3 separate regions of the Gossypium hirsutum genome follow, and regions 2 and 3 are each linked to region 1. A link is a contact called in public Hi-C data. All regions are on one chromosome and are shown on one strand. Each heading gives the region's core, a stretch centred on a gene start, on an enhancer-like site or on the middle of the called end of the contact. The rest is flanking DNA. Distances are from core to core; before and after follow the strand shown.

Region 1 (4,356 bases), core at 1,220-3,719:
AGACTATGCTATGCATTTTCTTTCCATCCAACTGTGCAATAGGGCTTTCCTCAATATCATGGTCCATTTCAAATTGGCCTACACCATTGGAAGATCCTATAGAATTCATTTATATTTTTTTTAGTAAATCCCTCCAAATTAAATCCCAAGATTGGATTTATTTTCTTCTTTAAATCTCTCCTAACATTCTCTCCTTGATTTCTCCCCAAATGATGGCTTGTTAGATTTTTTTCCCAAAATTCGTCATCCCTTACCTCCTAAACCAGACGCTATTCTCAACCACAACTCTTCTAGATTGTGCTTTCAGATTTGAGTTCTATCCCAACTCCAAAACCTCGTCCCCCTTTGTTAATCGGACAAGGCAAAATTTATCATTATGTCCCAATCGCTCGCAGAGAAAATGAAATAAAGTCAGCCTCTCATATCAAAAGGAGACATAAGTTGAATTTGATGAGGATAACATGATCTTCTTTTTTCTTTTCAATGGCTTCCTGATATCCATATCTACTCTAAAACGCAAGAAACTCATGAATCCTCTACTCAGAGGTTTCGCATTGTACTCCACAAAACATCCAACAAAATTCCCCATTTGGTTTGCCACACTTTCTGGAAAGAAACCAAGGGGAAGATCATTAACCTGAACTCGTAAAGGTGAAAATACCAGAGGAACTTGCATCGGGTTTTCATTTTCTCTAAACGATGATAAATCAACAAGTGATTATTGAAAGTCCATGGGCCCCTTCCATTACACACTTGATATCCATCTCATGGAAAAACTTGAAAAGAAACATTTTTTCTCCAAAATCTGAGATCAGTACTCCCGTTAAGGGATGCCAAAGATTTACCGTAGTATTTTTCATAGCTAGGAAATAAACAATACTTGATGTTAATAAACAACCAACCAAACAGAACTCGTAAGTCGATTTTTGTGCCTCCCGATCTATTAGCAACGAAATTTCAATATCTTCTTCATCTTCAAGATTTAAGCCTTCCATTTCCTTCTCTATCTTGTCTTCTCTCCATAACTAACGTAAAAAAAAAACTTTAAAAAGACAAAACAAAACTTCAAAAAAAAAAAACAAGCACAAGAATACTAAAAGACAAAATAAAACCAAAAATGCTACCAAGAGCAGACAGAGGACGTGCTACCAAGAGCAGACTATTTTTCGTTTTTAACCTCACTAAAACTTAGCGCCCATTCAAATGGACCTACAGGACTAATATCTAACAGACAAAAATCAAGGAATCGTCAAATAATTTGGACTGAAAATCGTCAAAACATGTTATTTTTAATTATTTCTCAATACAATTTTATTTTAAAAATTAAAGTTAATTGGAGCCAACGAGACCTTTTTCAAACAGTTAATTTTGGAAATAATATAATTATTAATTTAATATCTTCAACTAAACTCTCAAATCTATATACCTATGCATAAAAAGAGTGTCTATGGATATTGGCATAATGACACCTTGGAGGAATGGATAATGGGCTAATCCCAGATTTGGTCCGTCACATTTTGTTGATTATGCAATTAGCATGTTAAATTAAGTCCATACCTTTAATAGATTAATTTATTTGTTACTAAATTTAGACCAAAATAAGTTATATTTGCTCAGAATAATAAAAAATTATGTTTGAATAAAATTTATTAATTATGTATAATGATAATAATTGAAAAAGAATTTAATAATTTAAAACTATATTTATAATTTCAAATTTTAATAACTTGAAAAAAAATTATTTTTTATTAAATTTGTATAATTTTTTAACATTATTATCATTTATAAAAAAATAAATTATATTTAGATGATCTTAACAACTAGAAATTTTAAGCACCAGTCAAATAATTTCACATCAACTTTTAAAAATGTAAATTTATCATTATACACTTCACCATACTTAGTATTTTCTCTAACTTAACTTTAATTAAATTAGTAAAAATTTTAAAAATTTTAATAAATAAATAAACATGTTTTCTTATTTTATAATTTTCAAATAACTTTTAGTTTTTTTTTAATTTAATCATCCCAAATTCCAGTTTCTAATATTTTTCTAGGCTTTTTAATTTTTGATGACTGGTTTCAGTTTTTCTATTTTCGTCATTTTTATAATTTTTATCAGTTTTTTAATGTTTAACAATTGATTTCAATATTTTCAAATTTCACTTTTGATTAATATTGTTCCTGCAAATAGTTTCAACATGTTGACATTCTCTTTTCCAAATTTTCAATTATTTTTAAGTAGTTTAAATAAAATTAAATTAAAAAAGATATCATATATGATTGAGTGTATATAATATTTATATGTCCTTAAAAATTAATAATAATTATATATTTTAGGATAATTTTAATATTAAGTTGGGTAAAAACATTGTCCCGCAAGTAGGATGGGCAGATGATAGGGCTGTTTCTTGGCATCATACCTTGATTAATTTAACTACAAATGAATGTGTTTAGGCCCACATGAACAAAACTTGCGTTTTGCTCCGACCAAAACTGGTAGTCGGACGATTCTCAGTCTAGCTCTCCCAATCCCTGTACTCCTCCCCCACTTAAAATTTAATCCTTCCATCATAAGCTAATTTTTAATTTTAAAAATACTAAATAATCCAATATCTGAATAGAATAAAATTTCTCTAATAATCTTGTCAACTAAAAGAAAAGAAGTAAAAGGTCTAAATTTAAGAGTAGATAGAATAGGACCCCAGGAAACATCTTCATATAATGTATGCATACACGTACAAACAAGTTATTAGTTCTGCGATTTAGAATATTTATTCTTTCTTTATACATTTTGTTTCTATTTCATTTTCACCTCTTCTTCAGTGTTGTATGTTTTACTCATTTTACAACGTCGGCATAGGCAAAAAAACACTGCCCAAAGAATATAATTATTATACTAAAAAGAAACAAATGAGAGGATCACATCTGGGGTCTTGTCTGGACAACATACACCTTCCCATCTCTGATCACACCTTCTATGTCTTGTGGAGATCCATACAGTTCCTCTACGGCATTTCCTGCACCAGCAATGCTAGAAAGGATTGCTTGTTGAAACTTGCCATCATTTATCAACGGGTCCGATGAGTAATCAACCACCACTTTCTCTTCTTCATCCATTGGCACACTGCACAAAAAAGATTGGTGTTATTAAGCGTCCGTGCAAAAGTTTCTTTTAAAAAGAATTAGGGGAACAAGATCATATGATAAGTAACTTTCTTTGTTAGACCAAATTGCAAGACCAAGAACAAGTGCTAGACTTTTAGTGGCGTTAGTATTGGCCATCTGGAGATTCCTCTAGGCTCTAGAAAAGCAGTTACTACATAAAAATCTAACCATGCCCTTTGCATGAAAAACAATAAGGCAGATTGGACCCTGCTTCCTTCAGCCGTAAATGTTCACTTCATGTGCATCTCCGGAAGAATAAAATAATAGACATTGATCACTAACAATTCGGAAGATGGAACAGTTTTCCATTTAAGGACAGTACAGTCCCAACAAAAGGAAAAATCAAACACATCAAATAATAAGCACACTGCACGCTTTCTGCAAGGAAGTTTGGAAGGAGATTACCTGTCATAAAGGCCAGCACCTGCATAACCTTCTAGATCTTCACCATTAGAATCAGATCGGAAGATAATGGAACGCCTTATGAAGAGACCAATTGGTTTGCTTGGATATCCCAAAACCTGAAATATGTCGGAAATCGTTAGTGGAGAATATGATTAGTTGCTTTGTGATCAAATATAATTTTTTCAATGATATGATGGTAAGGGAATTGTATTGATGGTTAATCTTATTCTGCATTACTTCGTTAATTGTACCCAGTATTAAATATGTAGGCATGTTTTACCTGAGGAGAGTTGAGATTGTTTTTCTTGCAAACAAAACTCAAAGCACGACCTGGATAAGCTCCAACAAGAGTTTCTCCAAGTCCCTTGACAACCTAAGTCAAACAGAAATCAAATAATTCCTTTTTCTTCCTCAAGGGGAACAAATGACAGGAGATCATGATAGAAAATTGATAAATGCTGATGCATACCTCAGCATAGATCTCTGAAGTGTCCCCTGACGATGGATTAGTAGTATGAATAACAAATGCATAGTCAGCATTGATTACTTCCTGAACCAGGACAGCCATACAGAGGTAGTCGTGATCTAGTTTGACTTTCCTGGTGCTGAAATATGCTCTCTCATTCCATTTTGAAGCCCATACCTAGATTGAAAGCATAAAACAAATATGTCAGTGCTATAGATCAAAATGGAAATCTGTGACTACAAGCCAGCAAAACAATTAAATTAAGAACTATGTGAATAGAAGGAACAAATTTTGAAAGACCTAGTTACAGGTAAAAA
Region 2 (4,321 bases), core at 1,635-4,134, 270 kb after region 1:
TCTCTCAGTTGGTTGATTATTCAAGAAGTTAACATCTTACATAAAAGATAAAAACCCCGAAAAATGTAATATTAAAAGACCGGGAAAAATAAGTTGAAGAGTAAAATTATGCGAACAGAGAGAAGTCTAAAATTAATCTTGTTCCTATATAAGTTTTGCAACGATGATCGTGAAAATTTTGATGAAAAAGAAACGTTTTGTAGCATACTTGGGATTTGGGAATTATACTTTTACCTAAGTTTAATTTAATTGAATGAAGAAAGATTATTTTATATTTTTTTTTCTGCTATTAATGTTTCAAAGTTTTAAAGAGTTTAGAGGATAATTGAATGAAAATGTAATTATTAATTTTGTAACTATAAAAAAGTGTAATTCTCTTAACGTGTTTGGCTGACAAAATATAATTATTAGTGTAGTAATTATATTTTTTTTGCAATTACAAAGAACTGTAATTCTCTAGACGTGTTTGGCTAACAAAGTGTGATTACATCGTTTTTCCCTATGTAATGTTTGGTAATAAAAATTGTAGTTACACAGTTATATAATTATGTTTAAAAAATATTTGTATGATAAAAATAATTTCTAAACAAGTAACAAAAATTTAAACTAAATCATCATATGTATTATATTAGTCTAAAAAAGAAATTAATAATATGATTACTAATAAAATTAATAAGAAAAATAAACATCATATCTAATTTTATCTAATTGCTCTAGTGCATATTTGTTGGGTTATTTCTCTTTAATATTTAACACATGCTTATTATCATCATCTGTTGGTCCTTAACCGAGTTCATTATTATTTAAATTTGAATATGCATCATTAATATTATCAAGATTTCCTTTTTCCATGTACTTTTCAAAGTACGGATCATATCAATTTCACCTATGGTTGAAGTTATAAAATATACAACATGCTAGTACGATCTAAAATTATTTTTTATGCTATACTAAGGTGATGTTAATGCAAAAAAATAGATTTTTTTAGAATAACAATTGTCTTCTCAATCATATTTCAAAGCCTTGATTGACTCAAATTAAAGAGTCTGCAAGTTGTCTATTGTGTTTATATCTAGCATCATTCTCTCAAATGGTATCATATCTGAAATATAGTGCAAGAAAACCTGTTGCATTTATATAATTAGCGTAAACCTTATACTATTTGGATTTGCAGTCCAAATTATTTGTAGATTTAATTATAAAAACTTAAATAAACTTAATTTGAAAAAAAAATGCTATGTTATATTATTTTTATAATACATAAAAGTCAAAAAAATAATGTAAAATTTATAATATTTGTACAATAATTTTTCTAGTATTTTTTTTTAAATAATATAATTTTAGAAGTTATTTTCTTTAAATAAGTTACTATAACAATTTTAATTATATAAGTTGATTTTTATATACTATAAGATATAAATTACTTTTATAATAAACATTTTGGTATAAGATTTAGAATTCAAATAATATTACAACTTATATCAAAATTTCAGACCATGACAAAAAGTAAAAGGAAAGAAAGGGGACAAGAGTCAAAATAGAATAGGGCGTTTTCATCCAGGTTTAATATGGATTATGTACTGTCCAAATACGGGTAAAAAATACACATCAAATTAAGCACACACTGACACGCATCAAATAACGCCGTGAACAAGGATAAAATATTAAGCAAATCCCACTACTTAACTTTTAAGGAGAGTGAATATTTCATTACCCGACCCCACCAATTTAGCTATTTCACCCAACCCCACGTCTGAGCACGTAAGCACCACCCTTTCTGCCACTCTGCTCCGATCACCCACCGCCGCATTCTTCAAACTTCCCCACCGACACCACCCTTCTTCCCCAACTTCCAACGCTACCAATTCCCCAGGCTCCCCAGGATTATATATATATAGAAAAAACCACCCATACAACTTACTCTTACCGAATTCAAGCTTGTTCCCTCTCCTTTCAGCTTCTCCACCAACTCCGTCGGCATCACCCCGATTTCTTTTCCAAACTCCAATGACTCCCCGTTTAGTTCCCACACTTTTACATAGTTTACATCCTCGGCATCTCCAAGCAGACCCAGCATGATCAAGTTGCCCCCAACACAAGTTATCACCGAAAAGTAAATGCTCCGATCCGGACGGAGATCGAAGGGTCCGTACCAGGTCTTCGAATCGGGATTAAAACTGTGGGTGACTCCGGTTGACTGCTCCATCATGAAAACTGTTCTAGTATTAGCAGCAATGGAAAGCCACGTTGAGGAAGCTGAGTCTTTAAGCGTGGCAGGCATGGACTCGGTCCTTTCCCACGTACGAGTGCTGATGTCGTAGATTTCGACCGCCAAAGGGTCGTCCTCGAAGTCGCAAGCTCCGCCGGCGACGACGATACGGGGACCAACCATAGCGACGATGGGATCGAGTCGCCAGACTGCGGGTGGGTTCACGTGGTGCCACGTCAGATGGAAAGGGTCAATGGAGAAGGAGAAGTTGGAAGGGTGAAGGACGTGGAGGAGGGTGGAATTGGAAGAACGTAGGGGTGAAACGTGTTGAGGGGGCTGCTTTTGGTTGATTCGGAGCCAGATGTCGGAGCGGGGATCGTAAGCGAAGAAAGCGGTGGCGTGTGGGCGGCGGATGCTCTGAGTGTGGACCAGGAGCCATGGTTTGGGCTTGTTGAAGCGACTAAGGGAGGAGGAAACGGCGGCGTTCCAGGTCTTGGAGACGAAGCAGGCTGGGAGAAGATTGATGAGAGGCACGTAAGACAAAATTGTTTCTAAGACATCTCCATGGATGGCGACTTCCTCTTCCTTCTTCTGCTCTTCAGCCATCTTCAAATTATTGCAGTTTTGGGCTGTAACATAATTAATACGGGTAGAAACAATAGAGTGGTACACCCTTTCCATTTCTAAACATGATAATAACATTTTGCATAAATTAAATGAAAATATAATAATTTAAAAAGTTAAAATGGTTTATCTTTGCATGTCAATGTCAATTAATAAGGTAACCACATGATCAAAATTTTTAAAAAATAAATTTATTGAAATCATCATCCAGTTTATCTTATAATTTCATTAAAAAAATTATAATAGATGTTACGAGTTAATAAAATATTAATTATGTAAGAAATATTATAAAAATATCTTTTTAAATAAATAATAGTGTAAAATATTGATTGACGGTGATATTAACTTAACTATGAAATTATTAAAATACCCTTACTTTGAAGGGTAATGAATATTATTATAAGGTGTTTTCATCTTTTCATACTTTAATATAACCTTCAAATAAAACAATTGAAAATTCAATTGAGAATTGAACACAAGACTAACAAATTCATATAAAAAATTCTTTGTCACTCCATTAATAATCATTTGTCATTATATTTATATTAATATAAAATATTTTCGTTGGGTGTGCTAAAATTTGGTATTGGTATTGATATTGGTAATATTAGTAATATAAAATTTAGTAATATGTCACAAGTCAACTCAACTCTAACTCATAATTGATGATCACACTATGAAAAATAATTGTAGTGCATTTAGTATTGTTAATATAATATGTTTATGTGTTTAAATTTTGTTTTAATCTCAATTTAATCTAATTTTTATTTTAAAATCATACATATTTCATATATTATTATAATTAATTAGATTCAAACCATACGTTTCATTATTTATTGTATGTTACTTTTGAACACACATCTATATTCTAAATTTTTGGGTTCCAATACACATGCAGCATAAAATTTTCAGTCTTAATAAAATCGGAGGTGGTTAATTTTTATAATAGAAAAAACTTTTCTTAATATAAATGCTTACCAATTAATAACAAAACTATAAATGATTGTATTTAGAAAAAAAAGTAAACAAAAACAAAAATGATGAGTATTTGATATATATATATTTTAAATTATTATATATATATTTTTAATATTTTATTATACTTATATAAAACACTTATCAATTATTTACTCTACTTAAAAAGTTTAAAAACATGTACTAAATAAAAAAGAAGATTAAGAAGCATGATTTGTGGTGACGGGGCGCTGCCCTTGAGTATATGGACCGCAAAATCCTAAAGCTAGCATTACCCATTGCTGTTTTGCTCTCAATTTTTTATCTTATTGAAAATGATAGAATGAAAAGAGTCATTTTCGTGTTAACATTCAATGCCAAGTTTTCTCTAACAAAACTCAACCCATCCCGCCACTAAATGATTCCTGGTGATGGTTGTTAGCGAGTACACTAAAGTAATGATAGTTGAAACTTGAAATTGCAATATTGATATGTGTCCTCATCCAAATTTTGTATTTGCTTCGTTTCTACACT
Region 3 (4,185 bases), core at 1,270-3,769, 320 kb after region 1:
GAGAGAAGTAATTAGAAATATGAAATAATATTTATAAGTAATTAAGTTGGCAAATATTTTCTTTTTTATTCAATGATTAAAAAAGGGTGTAGTTTGGTTAAGGCAAGGATTGACTAGTTCAATATTTTAAAGCTATATAGGTTGATATATTATATAACCAAATCTATTAAAGAAAGAGAGTAAAAAGATTTTAAATCAACAAATTGATAATATATTATAGTTTATGTTAAACTTAGGTAAGGTCAGATGCAAAGTAACATAAGGAGGGAAATATAAAACGAAACAAAAATGATTCAATATGGCTTGTTGATAAATAAAAATTAATCAAGATATTAAGTTACTTGACTTTTAAAAATTAGTATCATTAAGAAAGGATACTTACATTCACCATAATGGTCTTTAACAACAAAAGCTTCAGTCATGGCTTCACGAATGCGACCACCTTAGAAACTCCCTTGTGCAACTTCAGAAGCAACGGTTTTTTACCTGCACTGCGCGCTCGAGCTTCACCATTTGAACTATTAATCCACTTATCTTGTGTTATGCACCATTTTTCCTGTAATACAGTAAGTACATAAAAAATACATCATGGAACAACAAGACAATATAACCCTCAATCACCTTTGCTTTCTTTGACAACTTGAAAGCCACTGAAATGAGTTACAGCATCAAAAATAAATAGTGCAGGCCATGCAGTAACAACAAAGTTCAATGACCATGAACAATACTATTTCAAAGAAAAGTATCACATGAATCTGTCTATCATCCAAGAGAATCTTGAGAATCTGCCTAAACCCCATGACTACTGTTCAACTTTATCATTATTGTCATCCCTTTCCCTCCCAATCAAAATATCATTACCACCCTATTCTAATTCACGACTTTATGAGATTTTAATTCTAAAACAAAGCACAAGTTCTCTATACAATATGATTATTTAAAAATGATATAGCTAAATTTTTGTCTTTCACTTTTAGTCTCATTTCCAGAATCATTTTAGAATCATAGATAATTATCATCCTGCATTTTTGAGCCAATCACTATCATATTTATTATTAACTAATTTAAAGGCTTCATACACGATAAACATTATATGTCCAAATAAGATTCAGAACAGGAGGACACTACATGACTATTCCAAATTCTCAATGCAACCAGAAAAAAGTTAACCAAGCAGAAAAAGAGACCCACCTATTCTGGCTGCCTTCCAAAAGAAACCACAAAACCTGTCAAACAAGCATATTACACCAAATTAGCCCCAATTCTCAACACTTCCTACCAATAATTTCTGATTCCAAAGTAGAAGCTATAAATACTAGAAACAAAAACGTTAATATAACTAGTTTAGATACCAAAGAGAAAAGACAAAGAGGGCCAAGATTAACTGGAGTTATGCAACTTTAATTAATTTAAGCTCTTCATAGAGAAAGAAATCAAGAAGTTGAAGTTATCTAAGAAGATGCACATGATCAGAAAAAAGACAAAAAAGCCAAAAAAAAAAATTCTTGATACAATTGAGAACTCTACTTCAAACTTCACCAATGCTAAACTTACAACTATATCATTGTGACTATATTTGTTGCCTTGCTAGTTGCCACCCAAAACAGTCCATTTAATTTGCAAAATTGCATCAAAAAAATCAAGACATAAGACAATAAATTTGAATGCTCAAAGATGAAAGAAGGCAAAATCAAAACCAGCCTAGATAGAAATCATCTGTTTTCCTTCTCTTTCTCTTTTAATTTCTTTTTTTGCAATGGATAGAATATACAATAGAGGAAATCTAGCTCCACAAACATTTGGTTACAACATCAACTGCCCTAACATCCCCCATCTTAATAATTTCAGTTCAACGTAGCTATTCCAAATTACAAATCTAACTCATCTATACGAACACCGGAAAAATAACTGCATGACTTAATCACATACAACTTGATCATTTATAGCTCATATACCAATAAAAATAAAATATAAAAAAAAAGATCATCAATGGATGAGATAGGTAATCGCCAGAGCAAGTAAAAGGAGAATGAAAGCAACTCCTTGATCAACGACAGTACCATCGTTGGACGGAAGTGGTGCAGGCGATGAACCCATGCCTTAACCCTAGAAAAGAAAGCATACCTTTTCTACGACTTTCCTTTCCCTTGTAGGCCTATCACTACTAGGCGTCACTGGCTCTTTCTTCTCAGCCAAATCTCAACCAGATTTCCTAGAACGCCCCTTTCTACTTATACCTTTGACCTTTTTAGTCCCTTATCTTCACTCTCTTCTTCTTCCTCCTCCCCCCTCTTCTCTTCCTCTTCCTCTTCTTCTTCTTCTTCTTCTTCTTCTTCTTCTTCTTCTTCTTCTTCTTCTCTTCAAAATCTATTTGTTTCTCCAAAACCCTAACAGATCGATAGAAAAGGAGTAGCTATGGTGGGTGAATTCAAATTTTGAGAGTAAAAGGGAAAAAGAAATAAGTACAAACTTGTATTTGGGGGATTTGGTTAACGAGTGGGTTACCAAAAAATAATTTTTGGGTTAGCCGGATTTTGCCTTTTTTTATAAAAAATAATGGCCTTTTGCGGCGTTTTCTAACAAAACGCCAGTAACTCTCAGATTTTTTGCCGCGTTCCCACTAGAAACGGCACTATAGCTCAACTTTTGCGGCGTTTTACCTAAAAACGCCACTATTGCTCAATTTTAAATTTTTTTATTTTTAACATATTTTTTTCTATTTTTTTCTTTCAAAATTTTTGTGTTGAGATTATCATTTTTTGGATTTTTTTAAATTTTGAATATTGAACTTTTTAACTGAAATATGGACTAAAATTTTAAATTTTAAATATTAAATTTTTAAGTTTTTTATTTTGATTTAATCATAGAGATTTTAAAAATAAATACATCAATATATTTTTATATTGAATAAATATAAATATTTATGTATGCAATATATAAATATAAAATGATGTTATAACAATAATTGTGTTAATAATTTATAAGAACTAGATTAAATTAAAGTTCATATATACAATTGCACCTTGATCCCATATTTATCCCTAAACACTAAAAACTAAACCCTAAACCATAAGTCTTAAACCCTAAACCCTAAACTATAAATATAATTAACTCAATAATTTAAAATTAATACTCTCTTTTATAATTATATAAGAAAATATTTATCATATAAATTAAAAAATACTAATTAATCTAAACCCTAAACTTCTAATCCCTAAACCATAAATCCTAAAACATAAACACTAAATCATGAACCCCTAACCCTTAACCTATAACCCCTAACACCTAAACCTTAAACCCCATCCTTAAACCACACTTAAATCATAATCCCTAAACCTTAAAATAGTAACTCATAAACATTCAACCATTAACCATATACCGTAAACCCTAAACTATAATGATAATTAATTTAATATTTTAAAATTAATACTATCTCTTTTACAATTATATAAGAAAATATTTAACATATAAATTAAAAAATAATTAGTCATATACCAAAAATAATTACGGGGTATTGACTGGAAGGCCGGTGGGAGGGGTGGATCTTGGGGATTTCAAATCGGGGAAAAATCATTAAGGATTTGGGATGTCAAATTTAGGAATGGGTGATAATACTTTAGGGATCCTAAGAGGAAAAAAGGGGGAAATAAAAATCAAGAAAAATGGGGAAAATGATAGAGGGGATTACAGGATATTGACTGGAAGGCCGGTGGGTGGGGTGAATCTTGGAAGTGAGAGGGTTTAGGGTTTTAAGGGATATAGTTTAGTATTTAGGGTTTTTAGGGTTTAGAGATTTACTCTTTTAAGGGTTATAGATTAGTGTTTATGATATTTTTTAGGGTTTAGGATTTTAAGGGTTATATGACTTTTAGTGGCATTTTACCAAAAGCGCTGCCAATGATCCGATTTTTAGTGGCGTTTTACAAAAAGCGCCGCTAATGATCTAGCTTTTAGCGGCGTTTTACAAAAAGCGCCGCTAATGTTCTGGTTTTTAGCGCCATTTTTGGTGAAACGCCGCTATCGCTCTGTGTTTTACAATTTTTACCGCGTTTTATAAAAAAAACGCTGCTAAATACGCCGCTAAAGCCCTATTTTTCTATAGTGTTTGTATAATTGTTTCTGTTGTGAATTTAATGTTCTATTTTGCTTGGTAATACTCTGAAACCCTAATCTGGCAACGGAGAC

Evidence for each region. A called contact is a pair of places that touch in the nucleus more often than the background predicts.
Region 2: a contact with region 1 is called in a Hi-C map of leaf, with 1.7 times the contacts expected there. The contact joins the promoter of LOC107916592 here to the enhancer-like site in region 1. A contact is called at or near these places in 3 of 34 Hi-C or Micro-C datasets (callus and leaf).
Region 3: a contact with region 1 is called in a Hi-C map of leaf, with 1.8 times the contacts expected there. The contact joins the promoter of LOC107916583 here to the enhancer-like site in region 1. A contact is called at or near these places in 4 of 34 Hi-C or Micro-C datasets (hypocotyl and leaf).

The regions. Positions count from the first base shown.
Region 1 is chrA01:100,776,647-100,781,002 of Gossypium_hirsutum_v2.1, forward strand. LOC107916586 (alpha-glucan water dikinase, chloroplastic) reads right to left here. Exons shown (of 36, transcript XM_016845865.2): 33 at 4,043-4,216; 34 at 3,854-3,946; 35 at 3,574-3,689; 36 at 2,700-3,127. The coding sequence ends at 2,923. Among protein-coding and RNA genes, the nearest start is that of LOC107916586, 15 kb to the right of the region's middle. Within about 2 kb of position 2,470, at least 2 of the 9 cell types and tissues checked have an H3K27ac peak or open chromatin away from gene starts, as enhancers often do. A contact at or near this core is called in leaf, where this site is marked.
Region 2 is chrA01:101,049,241-101,053,561 of Gossypium_hirsutum_v2.1, forward strand. LOC107916592 (F-box/kelch-repeat protein At1g23390) reads right to left here and starts at 2,885. Exons shown (of 1, transcript XM_016845880.1): 1 at 1,533-2,885. The coding sequence starts at 2,815. The coding sequence ends at 1,859.
Region 3 is chrA01:101,099,665-101,103,849 of Gossypium_hirsutum_v2.1, forward strand. It overlaps LOC107916583 (protein SAR DEFICIENT 1), which reads right to left and starts at 2,520. Exons shown (of 4, transcript XR_005925758.1): 1 at 2,125-2,520; 2 at 1,192-1,226; 3 at 383-556.